Regions from separate parts of the Ostrinia nubilalis genome. Here region 2 is linked to region 1. The links are chromatin contacts, called in public Hi-C maps. All regions are on one chromosome and are shown on one strand. The core of a region is the stretch at or near the end of the contact, and the rest is flanking DNA. Distances in the headings are between cores, read along the strand shown. Region 1 holds the start of LOC135071728 (zinc finger protein Xfin-like). Region 2 holds the start of LOC135071733 (tissue alpha-L-fucosidase).

Region 1 (7,401 bases), core at 3,277-5,776:
GGAGCGACTGGCAGCGATATCAATATGGCCGACTCACGCGGCGCGGCACGTGGCAGTGGTCGTTGCCCTCGGCCGGCTACTACGATAGTGCGTACAAACGAATACTCACCGCGCTCAAAGGATGATTTATTTTTTATTTTTTTCGAAACATTCTTTGTCGTTTTACTCGAAAACTAGCCTGAATTTTTTTTTAAAAACACTTGGGTTGTATTTGTATGATTTTATTAGATGCGTTGGTAAAGTATGATCAGTACAAAAAATAACACCTTATATAGAAACAAATAAATCGCAAGGAATCCTTTCGCAGAATCCTCATACCAAAATGTATACGCCTCAGGCTTATGAAATAACCCTACAATCCTCTACAAATGCAGTCTGCTCGTTCCAGGTAACAAATCCGACAGCGGGCTCGAGCGGGCGGTGCGGCGGGAGGAAGGGCAGCGGCTGGCGAGAGAGTACCAAGTGGCGTTTATGGAGACATCAGCCAAAACCGGACTGAACGTCGAAGCGGCGTTCGCCCATGTGGCGCGCTCTTTAGTCGCGAAAGCGAACCCCGTCGACCCGTCTAGGCTGGCCGTGCGCGCGCACCAGACGCAGGAACAGAGGTCCTCGTGCCCGCCATGTTCGTAAATTGCGCGCGAAATTCAAATGTGGCGTTTGAATTTAGAACGCTTCAGCGGACCAATGTCGTCGTGCAGGCTGACTAGCAGATCTGAAACTTTGACATATTCATTGTTGGACTGGAAGTGACTGGTGTAAACAAGGACTGAATCAGTGGGCTGACTGCAAGCAATGCCGACAGCACAAATTATAACTAGAGGCCATGTTTGTAATAAGGAAGAAAAGTCTATTAATTAAGAAAATGGCTCTACCTACTCCAATCGGTGTCTGAATATAAACAAGTTAGTTGTATGTAACCTAACAATAAATAATGGCAGACCTTTATTTTTAACATGCCATTATCTATTATAACTTTTAATAAACCATTTCTTAAAGAATAGACTTAATTATTCTTGTAATTCAACTCAATTTCATAATAAATTCTTCTATTATGCTGCACATCTGTAGTGCAGACTTATCCAAGTAACACTTAAGTAGGTATACCTACCTATTAAATACTTTAAAGTGGACTAGGTAGGTAGGTTCTAATTGGGTAAAAAAATATTCTAAGATAGGCTGACCTTGAACAAAAGCTGTCAAATCGTTAGTTGCATTGCATTATTAAAAATGATTATTATTGAATGCCTTTTTGAAAATTTATAAAAGCAAAAATGTATTGTGATGAACAGATTGTATTAGATATTTGTTGGATATATTAGATGACCTACTTACATGATTAATGTTAATTGTTATAGTAAATATTAAACGGTTTAAAATTATATATTCATAAATAAATTATAATATTACATAATTCACTAAGAAATAGTTAAGTGACCTATTAATTTATATGACCGTGATATTAATTTTAAAACGGGTCTATGTAGAGTCATACATAAGTATCTACCTACTTCAAATTATTGGGGAATGGATTTTTTTATTTAAAACAATAGTGATCGTTGCAAGTTAAAATCCATTAAAAAAAAGAAATTATTTGGTAATAAGACAAGTAATGTGCAGGATTATATTCGTACATCCCAACTAATATTATAAATGCGAAAGTAACTCTGTCTGTCTGTCTGTCTGTTACGCTTTCCCGCTTAAAACTCGCAACCGATTTTGATGAAATTTGGCATAGAGATAGTTTGAGTCCCGGGAAAGAACATAGGATAGTTTTTATCCCGGTTTTTGAAACAGGGACGCGCGCAATAAAGTTTTTCTGTGACAGACAAAATTCCACGCGGGCGAAGCCGCGGGCGGAAAGCTAGTTGTCCATAAAAGATATGGTTAAAAATATGGCTTGATTACAGAAACATCCTTTTTTGTAATTATTAAAATGCTTACAGACAGCATTACAATAAGTTTATTTTGTACTCACCTCAAAGAGTAAGTCATACTATTGTAGGTAATAAAGTAAGTATAAGTAATAATATATTTTGATCCTATACAAATATTAAATTCCTTATAAAATATTATTTTAATAATTAATTGTAATGTAAGTATCGATTAAACTAGTTTTATTATAAGATGCGCGTTTAGGTATTACCTCTTACTTTTATTGTGGAAAGAAAGTATAAGAACCTAATACTGTGTAATAGATCATTATCACCTTTATACAATACTACCACTTAATATCTGTCTGTTCATGAGATCATTAAAACAATCACAGGCATTTTCATCTTTCTCTTCACTGTATACCTACTGTCTAAATTCTAAACTGCAGAAGGATAAAGTAGACGTAGTTAGATAAATAAATTCGTATTTATTAATAACATACCTGGACAATAAAAACAAAAAATCACCTACTTACCTATTTCTGCATACAAGTTGTGCCTAAAATCCTGGATGTATTTTTTTACATCATCATCCTCACATTTCTAGAGGCCTAATATTTTTTTGTAATTTTTGTATCCTTTTTATCCCCGATTTACTGATTTAGATCTCAATTTTTTTTTTATAAAATATCTAGATATCACCACAAATCCAAACTAAAATCGTTTAATTTTTCGGCTCAGAGGGTTTTCGCGATTGAAAAATCCGCCAGATGGCAATACGTAGACGCGAGGTCCAAATGCTGCGTGATTGGTGGATTTTGACATATCTGTCAATGTCATGTCAAAAATAACCAATCATGCAGCATTTGGACCTCGCGTCTACGTATTGCCATCTGGCGGATTTTTCAATCGCGAAAACCCTCATTACGTCACTGGGGTGACGTAATGAATGACTAAAATCAAGGTTTTACCCATAACTTACTAACCATTTAAAAACATTCCACTTAAGACCGCCTATTTTAATTAAGTAAATGGACATTACTTTTTTAGTTATTCGACAGTTCCAAAAATGTAGCAATGTAGGCAATCACAAGGTAATAAATCTTTCCATTAAAACTGGATTCTCATTAAATCCAACCTGCTAAAAAAATTTGATTGGTTATTAACACTAGGCTGTTAAAATAATAGACATACTAATCTACCAAAGGTAACATATTGTATAAATTAAAAAAAAAATATAAGTGTTATGGATTTAAGTAAACATAATCAATTGTGTATTAGAACTGTAAATGTTGTGTGCCATTGAATGTTGCTTCAGCAAAAAATAATAAGTCATTAATAATAAATAAATTATACCAAATTAAAATGTTTTTTTTTTTATACCTATCACTTCCATTTATTTAGATCAACCTAACATTTCAAGCGGAATCCTACTTACTCACCAAGAAATGTTCAATAAAATAACACCAGTAAAATGTTCTTATTATCAGAAAAATAACAGGTGAACAAAAAAGACGTGATGTTTTAGGTCAAGGGTCCTTTTTAAGATTCCGCACCGCACCCAAAGGATAAAAATGGGACCCATTTTTAATTCGAGGTAGTAAATATTTAGATTTTTGTCAGTATTCCATTTATCTCTTTGAAATATTAACTTTATAAATAAATTAATGTAGCATTACAAATCACAATAGAAAATAACAATTCACAACAAACCCATTAAAAATGCTACTCCTCGAACACGAACTTTTGTATTTGCCGCTAAAATGAAACCCGCTGACATTTCCTCCGATGTTTGAATTTGGCGCTATTTTCCATTATAGGTTAGAGTGAGACAGACGATAACATTCAGGGCACGGCAACCTTTTTGATAACTAAAGCAACATAATAATAAAATTATTTTGTTTGGAAATACACATTCATGATAATTTATCACTAATGACGAAAACCAATTCGGAAATATTTTACGAGGTTAAGGACATTAATAATACCACAGAATATACACACAATATCGATTAGGTTCTTAGTTTGGTAGCGGTTGCTTGGATTCTGGTCGATAATAAAATTAAAATATTTATTTAATAGGTACACAAATGCAAACAGTAGGGGGGGGGGGGGTGCCGCCCCGGGTGCCAACCTATGCTACGCCGCCACTGGCCATACTTACAGTTAAAATAAAAATAAATAATAATAATATTACTTAATTTTAGAATTACAATAATTCGTTTTCAGTCCTAGAAATTAAAAATCGCAATATTATAAAATGTCCACACAGATATGGATTTGATTTTCGTGTGTGTCCGAACGAACTAATTATGGATAAAATAAAAATAATACATGCATGAAAACATAATTAAACTCGAACGATCTAAATTTATTGTCCTCACAAGGTTCTGTTTTTCAAAGATCACTTGACTTAATTATCGATACCTCTTGCTTGATATTTGAAACCAATAAACAACAAACTTAAAACAAACAAATAAAATCTTGATCGAATCAATTTATTACCTAGTTGTTTTTATTTAACTTGTGATCAAGTTTAAAAATAACACGTGCGTGGTTTTATTTCAATAAAATACCATTTGTTTGCGAGCCCTGAAACTGTTCATTATTTTTCGTCTTTATGTTGGCAGCATTGACGCCATTCTACGCGCACATGCGCAGAACGACAGGTGGTCGGCGACTCGAGCCAGCCGTCCCGACCGAACCTATCGACTTCTCATGCTCATCATCAGCCGCTTTCGTGCTCAAGCAAGAACGATGTGCAGTGCTTTGTGTTGAAGTGCTCGTGGTGACATGGCGTCTCTTTTATAAGCGTTGTGGACAGTGTAAAAAGTTCAAAATTGTGTTTATTTACAATGAGTGTGAATTATGATCGTGTTTGTCGACTGTGCTTGTCATCTCGAGGCGAATTACTGCCGATTTTTCCTACCACCAGTTCGGATGACTCGGAACCTCCCGTTCTCGCTTCGAAAATCAAGGATTGCGTCTCTGTACAGGTAAGGATTGCCCTAAATATGAGCTTGAGTGGTGTTTTTAGTGAAAGTAGACCCTTGGTGTACGTGAGAACTCGTCATCCGCCCCGGTTCGTGCAATGTCAGGCAGCGCTGCGTTTAGGTGGAGATGTCGTAAGATCGTCCACCATTTTGTAATGTTCCTCGGCTATCGCTCGACTCGTGGCCGCGTCGCGTCACATTCCGTGCAGCCGGCGAGGAATGGCGCGTATCATGAGGGTCGAGTTTGGCATTATTCCCGGGGGTCAGGTCGGGAGGGGGTCTGCGTGTCGTTACGAGGCCTCGCGTTGGCCATCTCGTGTATTGATTTATCGGACGAGACCAGGCCGGTGCAGCTCGTCTCTCGAACGGGTCGAGCGTCGGTGTCGGCGTGAGTTCGCTATAGCTGTGTGTGTATATCGAGCGGTAACCCTCGAGGGGCTCGCTGGCTGGCACTCGACTCGCTTCTACTTATTCGGTCGAGGAGTCAGCCGCCCGGCTATACCTACGCCTACCTACTTAGTTTCTCCTCGCGTATCTATGTACTCATGAAGCGCGGTTTCGCCTCGCTCGCTCTGATGAAATGCGCGCGAATAGGAAGCCCCTTACAATGATTGCGTATGATTATTTTTCCAGATAAGCGAGAATGACGACCTGCCGACGAATGTCTGCAGGAAATGTGTGGATAATGTCAATAACTGGCATATTTTCAAGACAGTATGTGAAAGGACACAAAACAAATTAGAGTTGCTGATAAAAAAGGATGGCAGCCAACTAGAAGAGGTATGTTCCAGACATTCATGCTTGGATTTGTCACTTGTTATTTAGAATGTGACTTGTTTGTTAATATTATAAATGGATTTCCAGATAAAAATAAAGAGTGAACCTGCTGATGAGGCTTATGATGATGGAGTGGTCATTGATGGGTCATACCCTGACAATGAGGTGAGTGTTTCCCTGTTAAAATGTTATCATAACAACTCAACTATTCTTGATGATGAGTGTAGTGTACAAAGGTTAAAAACAGAATAATCATAATGATCATGAGAAGTTAATGTCTGTCTTAAAGTAGGTATTTCAGCAAAGCATCTGTGCTAGCATTTTCATGTCAAGGACATTGTACTGTAGTCACGTCACAGTTGTAAGGAATTTGTGCAATGTTTTTGTTCTGCTTTCTTCAAAGGACTTTTTCATTGATAATACCTATAGATAAGTTATTGTTTTAATAAAGCAATTTGTTTTCAACGATCTAACTATACACTGAGAAAAACTAAGACATACCTACTTTTTAGTAATGACAATAGTTTAAATAAATAAATGTACAGTTTTTGGTTATTTAACTTAAATGCCCTTGATGACCCTTGATATAGTTGATATTTTAATGTTTTTAAAAAGAATCCATGGTTAGCTTCATATTTTTTTTAATAGTATTTTTACTTTTAATTAATATAATTTCAAATGTGGCTCTTAAACGTAGTAACTGCCGTGCTTAATTTACAATTTATAAGTTTGGAAATGCATTTGCGAACGATGATAGATCCAGATGGTTTATGCCCGTACTTTTGAATGGCATAGGATGTTAAAGACAGTTGTTTATTTTTAAAATGTGGGAGTTAAAATATATGCAATAAACATGTACTGAAAACTTATAAAGAACTTAGTGGTAGTAAAATTATTTTATTGCAAACTAAAATTATGTTAATAAAATTTCAGAATGCAGCAGGTTCCAGTAAGGTGCAGCCAGAAGGTCCACCTATCTTGGCGTCATTGGGGCTCACTCCACGAAGTGATAAGGTAAAGATTACATGTCCATTGGCAGTCTTATCACTCACTAAATAAACATTTTGAGCGAAACAATTGCATAGAACTGATACGTTAATTCAATTTCATTAAATTTTATACTTTAAGACACTTCAGTTGTTTACTAAATTATAAGTAAAACGTATTTTTTTATTAGAGAATATCTGTGTGAGAATAGTTCAATGAATTAATTTCATCCACAGAAAAATGTAGACCCTCGCATGGACTGGCAACGAGTCCATGCAATATTGGACATGGTGCAAGACGATGATGTCATTGATTCACTCCAGTCCATTGAAGAGTGTGACTATGTGCAAGAGTCCGATCACAACTCTGACTCGGAGGCTGAGCTTCAAATGGATATAGATGACGAATACATTGATTGTAAAACTGGATACATGTGCAAAAACAGGACGGTCCTATCAAAAAATCCAAAATTGTCTACATCACTGATCAATGCAAAAATAAAAGAAGCCGCAAGATTGAGAAAGCACAAGATAGGAACAAACAAATTATGTGCACTACCTAAAAAGGCATGGCAAATGCTCTTTACAGACGACTTGCTTGAATTAATTGTTGCATCTACAAATGATAACATTCTCAAAGCTGGAAATGATATATCAACTTCCACTAACGCTGGGGAAATTAGAACACTCATTGGTATTTTTTATCTCCATGGCATTATGCGACCAACACATCAAAGTACCCGTGACCTTTGGAATAAGGACTGTGGAATTCCA
Region 2 (7,401 bases), core at 2,955-5,454, 350 kb before region 1:
TCAATAAATCGTAAACCATTTATGTAATCTAGTTATAAAATCTCGATTAAATACACTTGTTTGACGTTAAAGTGTGTTTTATTTATTTTTATTATTATCTAACGTAAGGGACGTCTCTCCTTTATTATTCACTATTGGAAGAGTGTCTAATGCTCGTTTTCACCATCAATCCCTAATTTAAGTAACCTTTATGAAAACAAAACTCATATTACCTATGTTACCATAGGGGTCACTTAAAATTAGGGGTTGATGGTGAAAACGGGCATAAGTAATGGTACATGTGCATTTATAAATTTCGGAATTCAATAGATTAATATTATCGAACCTCGAAACCAATTTCACTTGTAAGATTAAACACCATCACACAATTTTATCGGTCATGTCTAATGGGGTCGAAAATTAGGTTTATCTATATCTAAAATAATGTTTACTTACGTACACTCCCAAGTCCACTCTTGAACAACACAAGTAAACGAAAATACCCTATTTTCTTCTGATAAGAATGAAATAAAGCTTAAAAAAATTCAAAAGAATCCCATCTTTAAATAAGCAATACTATTCGGTACATTGCTGGTGAAAAAATAAAATTAAACCATTGTTCTTTTCACTTATTTAATTTCCAGTCATAAACTATATCTTATTCTATTTAATAAAACAAAATCTAATGATACCATTACATATACGGATTCGGGAATATTGTTTTGTTAATTTTTGGCGATTAATCAGTAGGTAATTTGTGACAGTGCATAACAGTAGATTTCGACATAAAATGCACATTTTAGTATGTTCTAAGTTTATGTAGAGGCATCTGCCAATTTCCAGGTTGTCTTTTGCTGTTCAGATTTCGATGATGTTGGAACTTTTATCTCTTGTAGTTTTGTGCAAGAACTCCTGTTCATATTGAGGGCCGCATGTACTGCAGGAAAATTTGAGGGTCCAAGCATTTTTGGACTTTACTGTCTCCAGTTCTGGCAAGTAAATAGCGACGTTGCCGTCAGGTGTCTTCTCAGACTGAAAATAACATAATTTCATGTTAAGTGATTGATTAATTATTTTACTAAGTTTCATAATTAGTTTCGTCTTAATGCTGAGAATAAGGCAGTTTAATTTGTCAATGTTAAGTGAACGACAAACAAATAGGTAAGTATACGAAACGCTCAACTACTGGGTAAACATTTTGTGGGTAAATACAAACTATGTAAAGTATGGTTATTTAACAAGAATATAACAAACATAAACAAAGTTCGTGTGAATGAACTTCATTTCTTTTGACAATCAAAACAGAGAGTCCGACATAGGGTCAAACAGATAATAGAATCATTAACTTGACTGGATAAACTTAACACTAAATTAAACAAAATACTGTTTGGGAATACTTGTTTTCTTAATTACTGCGTGAATTAAGGTCACAACCCATGTCCCAAGCAAACTAGAATCATATGCTTAAGTAATATTACACCTGGGTATCAAACTCGGAACTTCAGTAACGAGAATCCTTGTTATTACATGACGGAGGTATTTATTTAAAAAGTAGCAAACATTTTAAAGTACTTACCGCCAAGTAAATTCCCTCATTCCCCAACAGCTCAATATGCCAATGCGGCTTCGCCACTACTTCTGTAATGTTTGACAGATACAGCGTATTCGTATCAGGCCATTGCAGGAAGATTGCGAAGACCGCTGTCACGTCAGAGCTATCAGGTTTCCCAGTGCAAGTGTACCAGACATCTGGGCTATAGGAATCGTTTTGAGCTGTCCAGGGCTTGGTCCCGTATATCGCTTCTCCGTTGACCTCAATCCAGTCGCCTAGTTCTTCCAGTCTCTCCTCGAATATCGGGGCTATGGTACCCTCTTTGGTTGGGCCTACGTTGATCAGGACATTGCCTAGAAAGGACAATATTTATAAGAAAGACATGACTCTTGGTCATAGGCTGCCTTTATTAGCTTCAGATTTCTATTAAAAACTTGCAATTCATTATCAGCCGGGATAAAATGCGCGCCATGAAAAATCTTATCCACGATTTTGGGCGACAAATGTATGGGTTTATCACGCAAAATCGATAAAATGTCTCGATAAGACGATATAATGGCGCGCATCCTTGGCTGGCTGGTTACATGATATTATGATATAAGGATATTAAGTATTATTAAGGAATGTAGTTAGTCTTACCACCACAGCTAACTGTTGATATGACGTCTTGCAGTAATTCATGTATGGTTTTAACGTCATCCAGTTCCATGTTTCGTCGGTAGCCCCAAGACTTTTTGTCCAACGTCATCGCGTTTTCCCATTTGTGGTTTACTAGGCGACCTACAAAAAAGTTGGGTAGCAGTGTAAACAAAATGTTAAGACTGATATTTATAATTAACACTAACTAGTGATTGGTAATTAACACAATCTCAATAATAATCTTGTTTGTAATACCTACTCTAGAAGACGAGGTCAATAATCTTCAATAGAGTGCCTAGTAAATACTTATCTTATGAAGTTAAAATGGTGCAATGCAATGCACCTTTGCAGTGTTAATACAATGATAAATAATAAACAATATTGTTGAGTAACATTAACATTACCTGGGTTGTAACGGTCTTCACAGTTATAGAAATCTCCGTGATGGCAAGGGATACCCACCCCCCATCTATCGTTAACCACTATGTCATCCTTGACCGGGCTGTCGTTATAAAGCCATGATAGCAGATCGGTTGACTTCCAGTATGTGTCGTTGGCTTCCCAGTCACCATCAGCCCACAGCACCGATGGCTTGTAGTCGTTTATAAGCTGTTTGATATCAGGCCAGAGCTTTGTATCTGGGTAATCTCGTGTTTTAAAAGAGGCAGCTTTATCTTTCAAGTAAATAGGGTTGTACCATTCATAAAGGGAATGGTAAACACCAAATTTCAAGCCAGCTTTCCTTACAGCGTCACCGACATCTTTGACTAGGTCCCGATGAGGCCCAACGTCTACAGAATTCCAGTTGAATGATCGTTTTGAAGGAAACAATGTGTATCCCTCATGATGTTTGGTTGTCAAAACTACATACCTGTAAATTGAAATAATAATTGTTAACTAATTATTTATAGCCTTCTCATTAAGTATTATCCTTGTATATAGAAGATAAACTTATCCTGTATTATAAATACCTACAAACAGTATAAATTGACTGGGAGCTTATAGCTAGCAGTTTGAACATTATAAAATAAATAAGACAAATAGAAAGAAAATGAATAACTTACTTAGCACCAGCTCTACGAAAGAGTTTTGCAAACTTCTCTGGTTCAAAGAACTCCGCTTTTAGCATTGGAGCAAATTCTTGGTAAGAGAAGTTAGGTGGGTAATTTTTCTCCATGAACTCAGTAATTTCCTTAACGTTGCCATCTAAAATATTTTTGTTAAAATTGTGACTTTAGATCAGTTACATTAAGATTAATTTAATAGATAGGTTGCTATCTCATTACATAATTGTTTAAGTTTTTAAACTTTTATAAAACTACCTCCCTTACCCTTGATAATAAAGTGGTAACTGGTTGTAGAAAAAAATTAAACTAAATATTTAAAGAAACAAAAATTAAAGTTATGTAGTAAGTAACAGCATTTGATTATAACGTCTGAAGTGCGAATGTAATAAAATTAAAAATAGTCACTCGCTCTCCAGAGTCAGAAGAAATATTTTAATGTGAGGTAGGTAAAACATAAAAAAAAAATAACAGAAAATAAACTTTGTTTTTAACAAAACAAATAAAATAAATAAAAAAATACATACTCTTCCAATCATTCCAGAACCATTCAGAGTAAAAACTAGGCACACTGAATACGCCCCAGTGAAGAAAAATGCCTATTTTGGCCTCATCATACCACCGAGGGAGAGGCCGCGTATCCAAGTCTTCCCAGTCAGGTTTGTATTTTTTACCTTTCTCTTCAGGTTGTGCTTCAGGTTCCCTTTCAATTAAAAAATTTTCATTGCCGTTTTGTACAGAAATATGACACTTCACTAATCCAACAGTCACCACTAACAATATTAAACGCATGTTTCACAGTCACAATAGTGTTTAATTTCTTTTAAATTGTTTTTGATTTGATTTTATCAAATAAAATTCAAAAGCGAATAGTTTCGCCGCCAAAAAAACTCGAACGCGTTCTACGCCGAATTATTTGGTATTGATTGATTTTGACACCCGGCGCGGCGCTGCAGTGCCGGTCGATCATATATAGAGCATAGAGCTATCATAACATAGATAGAGACGTACACAACAACAAAAGCCACAGGTTACTGTGATACCAGATTAAATTTTATAAAACTACCTACGCTACGCCCACTTCAGAAAAATACTTATTTAAGTAATTATAAAATTTATTCTCTAATAAATGCTTTAATCAATGGTAATTAAAGGTTAAAGTAATTAATTAATTACCAAAAACAATATGTAACATTACTGTATTTTTCCCAACTACAAAAATATTCAAATTATGATTAGATTATACTTACGATTATACAAAAATACCATTTACTACCCATTTCCGTTTATTCCCTCGCTCTCATCAAATGGTGATTATTTGCGATAGAATGAGAAGATATGACCGGAAATGGCTAGCTGGCACTGTGGCCCATAGTGCATAATGATGTTCAAACAAGTCATTGAAACATAGAGCATTGAAATGTACTAATTATTTAAAATAAAGTACCTTACATCTGGTCACACTGATTTTACAAAGATAAAATATTTATTATGTCGTATCGTATGGCGCAAGTTGTACTTTCGGCCACAATGTTAACTATCCATTTCCGTTTTTGCTCTCGCTCTCATCAAATGGTGATTCTTTGCGATAGAGCGAGACGACATGACCGACAATGGGTAGTTAACACCGTTGCCGATTAGTACACTATGTGGAAAATTGTCCAAGTACCGAAGTATGGGCGACACACGGGTGGGGGAAAGAGAAATTAACCGAGATCGTGTTCACACCACTACGCCTGCCTTGGCCAATTTCCCGCATAGTGTACTTGTGCCAGTGAAACACCGGCTGACCGGAATGTCCTGTTTTTAACCGACTTCAAAAAAGTAGGAGCATAGATCAAAGTAATAGCAGGGACTGTTTTTTTTGTGAATTTTATGATATTAGATCATTCCACAGCAGAGCACATAATAAAAATTTTATGTTAGGATAAAGATTAATTTATGAGGACAAAAAAGTCCAATAAAATCTAAGTACGTATGACGGTATGACACAATGACGGACTGTGTGTTATGGTTTGGAACCTAATATTTTTTATTTTGACTTATTCGCGGGATGCGCTTCAGTCAGACGAGATATCACGGAGACAGGGCAGAATTAAAATAAACAGGCATTGCAGCGATTTTTTTTATATTTATTTAATAATAGTAAAACTTGTTGCAGACTTGAACACAAAAATGTAATACTACTGGCACACAATCATGAGCCAAGGGTGTATGACTAGATATTTATACAAAAAATATTTTACAAACAAAATTATCTAATTTCATTGTAAATACCTTCATAATTAAAAAAAAATTGCCATAAATTAATGGCACATAAAAATGAGCAGGAGTGGTAAATTACTTACAAACATATTAATGCTCATCTTAAGTTATAGAAAATTTCTATTCTAACACAATGTACTTTATTAGCATGTCAATGTGTGGCTGTGATGATTTAATTCTAACAGATTAAAGATTCATTTTAGACTTAGTTTCGTAAAATATTATGCTCTCCTTTATCCACTTCCCTGCTAGGAAGTGGATGACACTGCTATTGAGTATCAACTTTAAAGTTTGTGTAATGGCAAGCCCCATTGATGATGATTTCGCTGATACTTGAAGTCGGAGGCGTATGGGCCGTAGGCAGAGATTCTATGTGTGTAGTTGAAGTCATTGTAGGGCTTGTGAATAATTTTCCACTATGTATCGCTGTAGTATTATGAGGTTGGCTTGTATGTGTGTATACAGTACAAGCGGTGTTTTGTTCTACTCTTGTATCACAAATCATGCCCATTTTAACTTCAAATATCACATCCTGTATCTTTTTCTTTGCCACCAAAAGATTCTTTTCTCCTTTTAGAGATCGCAATTCATTGGCAACATACTCCCCAAAGACAGAGAATTCATCTCTATTTCTTTGTATGCTAGGAAATACAACATCAGATTTTGGAGAGCTGAAAGAGTCTGTTCTTGTAATTTTGTGTGGTGGAGAGATGCTGCCTAGTTTGCAGTCAACAATGGAGCTTTCCGAGTGTGGTGGCAGTACATTTGTTTCAGAACTCAGGTCCTGAAATTGAGATAAATTCATGTTAATAAAAACAATAAATAATAGTAAGTAATACTTAATAACTAGATAATATGGAAAAGTCGAGTAAGAAGAATTTAAGTATTTAAATCAATTTATATTTGTAGATAATTCTTTTTTTGAATGTTTAAGTTTAACAACTTACCGTCTGTAAGATTCTGTACGGTTTGCTAGAATCCTTCATAAAGTGTAGATATTCAAACGCGTACCAATTACTAATGTATCGGTCGTCGGGATCCTCTGCATTTGCTCGCGCTTCCCTAGCGGACTCCCTGTTATATTGCGTCCTCAAATGCTGGATCTTTTTGGTCGTGTCCGGCACAGATATACCCAGGATCTCGGATATAGTACGCAACTCCTCTTTCCGCTTCTGTTTGTCCCTCCGAGTATCACACAAAGACGGGTTCCACAGACTAGCGTTCAGTTGCAACAGTTCGATCAACTTCAAAGTCTTATCTTTCGACCACTCCATCGCGCAGTCTACACGAGCGTTCATCGAAATTATGGTGTCAACATTTTTAAAGAGATGTTCGACAACAAATCGTTAGATAATTCACCAAACAACGCAGCGGACCGGATCGAGCTCTTCGATATTTTGTGACAATGACAGTGACAGCAGCTGACAGCTGTCATTTCAGAAGCGTTCCGATTCACAGTGTTATTTCAAATTATTCATTCGATAGATTTTGTTAATTTATACTAGATTTATATTAATTAATATTCCACAAAAATATTCATAAACATTATTACCACATCCACAGAGCAAAGTAATTCTTACAAACAAGAATCATTTTTTGGTTCCATTCCTTTTGTACGAAAAGGCAAAGGCATTATGCCATACAGCCAAGTATTCAGTTTCTACCTAAGGCCCGGTTTCCACCAAGGCGAAGCAGAGCGGAGTGGAAAAGTGTTTTGACTTACCAATCAGATTTTTTTTTTATTATTTTCACAAAATTAAATCTCTCCGCTCCGCGTCGCGCTGCCACCGCTGTTAAATTCTATAGAAAAACGAGTCCGCCCTATACATTTCTCTCAAATAGTCCCTTATTCACTCGTTTTAATTCATAATTGGATGCAAATCAAATGTTAAACGTACAGTA

Evidence for each region. A called contact is a pair of places that touch in the nucleus more often than the background predicts.
Region 2: a Hi-C map of whole body shows a contact between it and region 1, with 4 times the contacts expected there. The contact joins the promoter of LOC135071733 here to the promoter of LOC135071728 in region 1. A contact is called at or near these places in 2 of 5 Hi-C or Micro-C datasets (both in whole body).

What each region holds. Positions count from the first base shown.
Region 1 is chr5:5,674,367-5,681,767 of ilOstNubi1.1, reverse strand. It overlaps LOC135071728 (zinc finger protein Xfin-like), which reads left to right and starts at 4,526. Exons shown (of 5, transcript XM_063965507.1): 1 at 4,526-4,867; 2 at 5,498-5,644; 3 at 5,729-5,806; 4 at 6,575-6,655. The coding sequence starts at 4,727. LOC135071738 (ras-related protein Rab-37) reads left to right here. Exons shown (of 6, transcript XM_063965524.1): 6 at 389-1,853. The coding sequence ends at 630.
Region 2 is chr5:6,020,145-6,027,545 of ilOstNubi1.1, reverse strand. It overlaps LOC135071733 (tissue alpha-L-fucosidase), which reads right to left and starts at 4,204. Exons shown (of 6, transcript XM_063965515.1): 1 at 3,909-4,204; 2 at 3,235-3,376; 3 at 2,575-3,041; 4 at 2,171-2,311; 5 at 1,556-1,884; 6 at 596-1,011. The coding sequence starts at 4,026. The coding sequence ends at 838.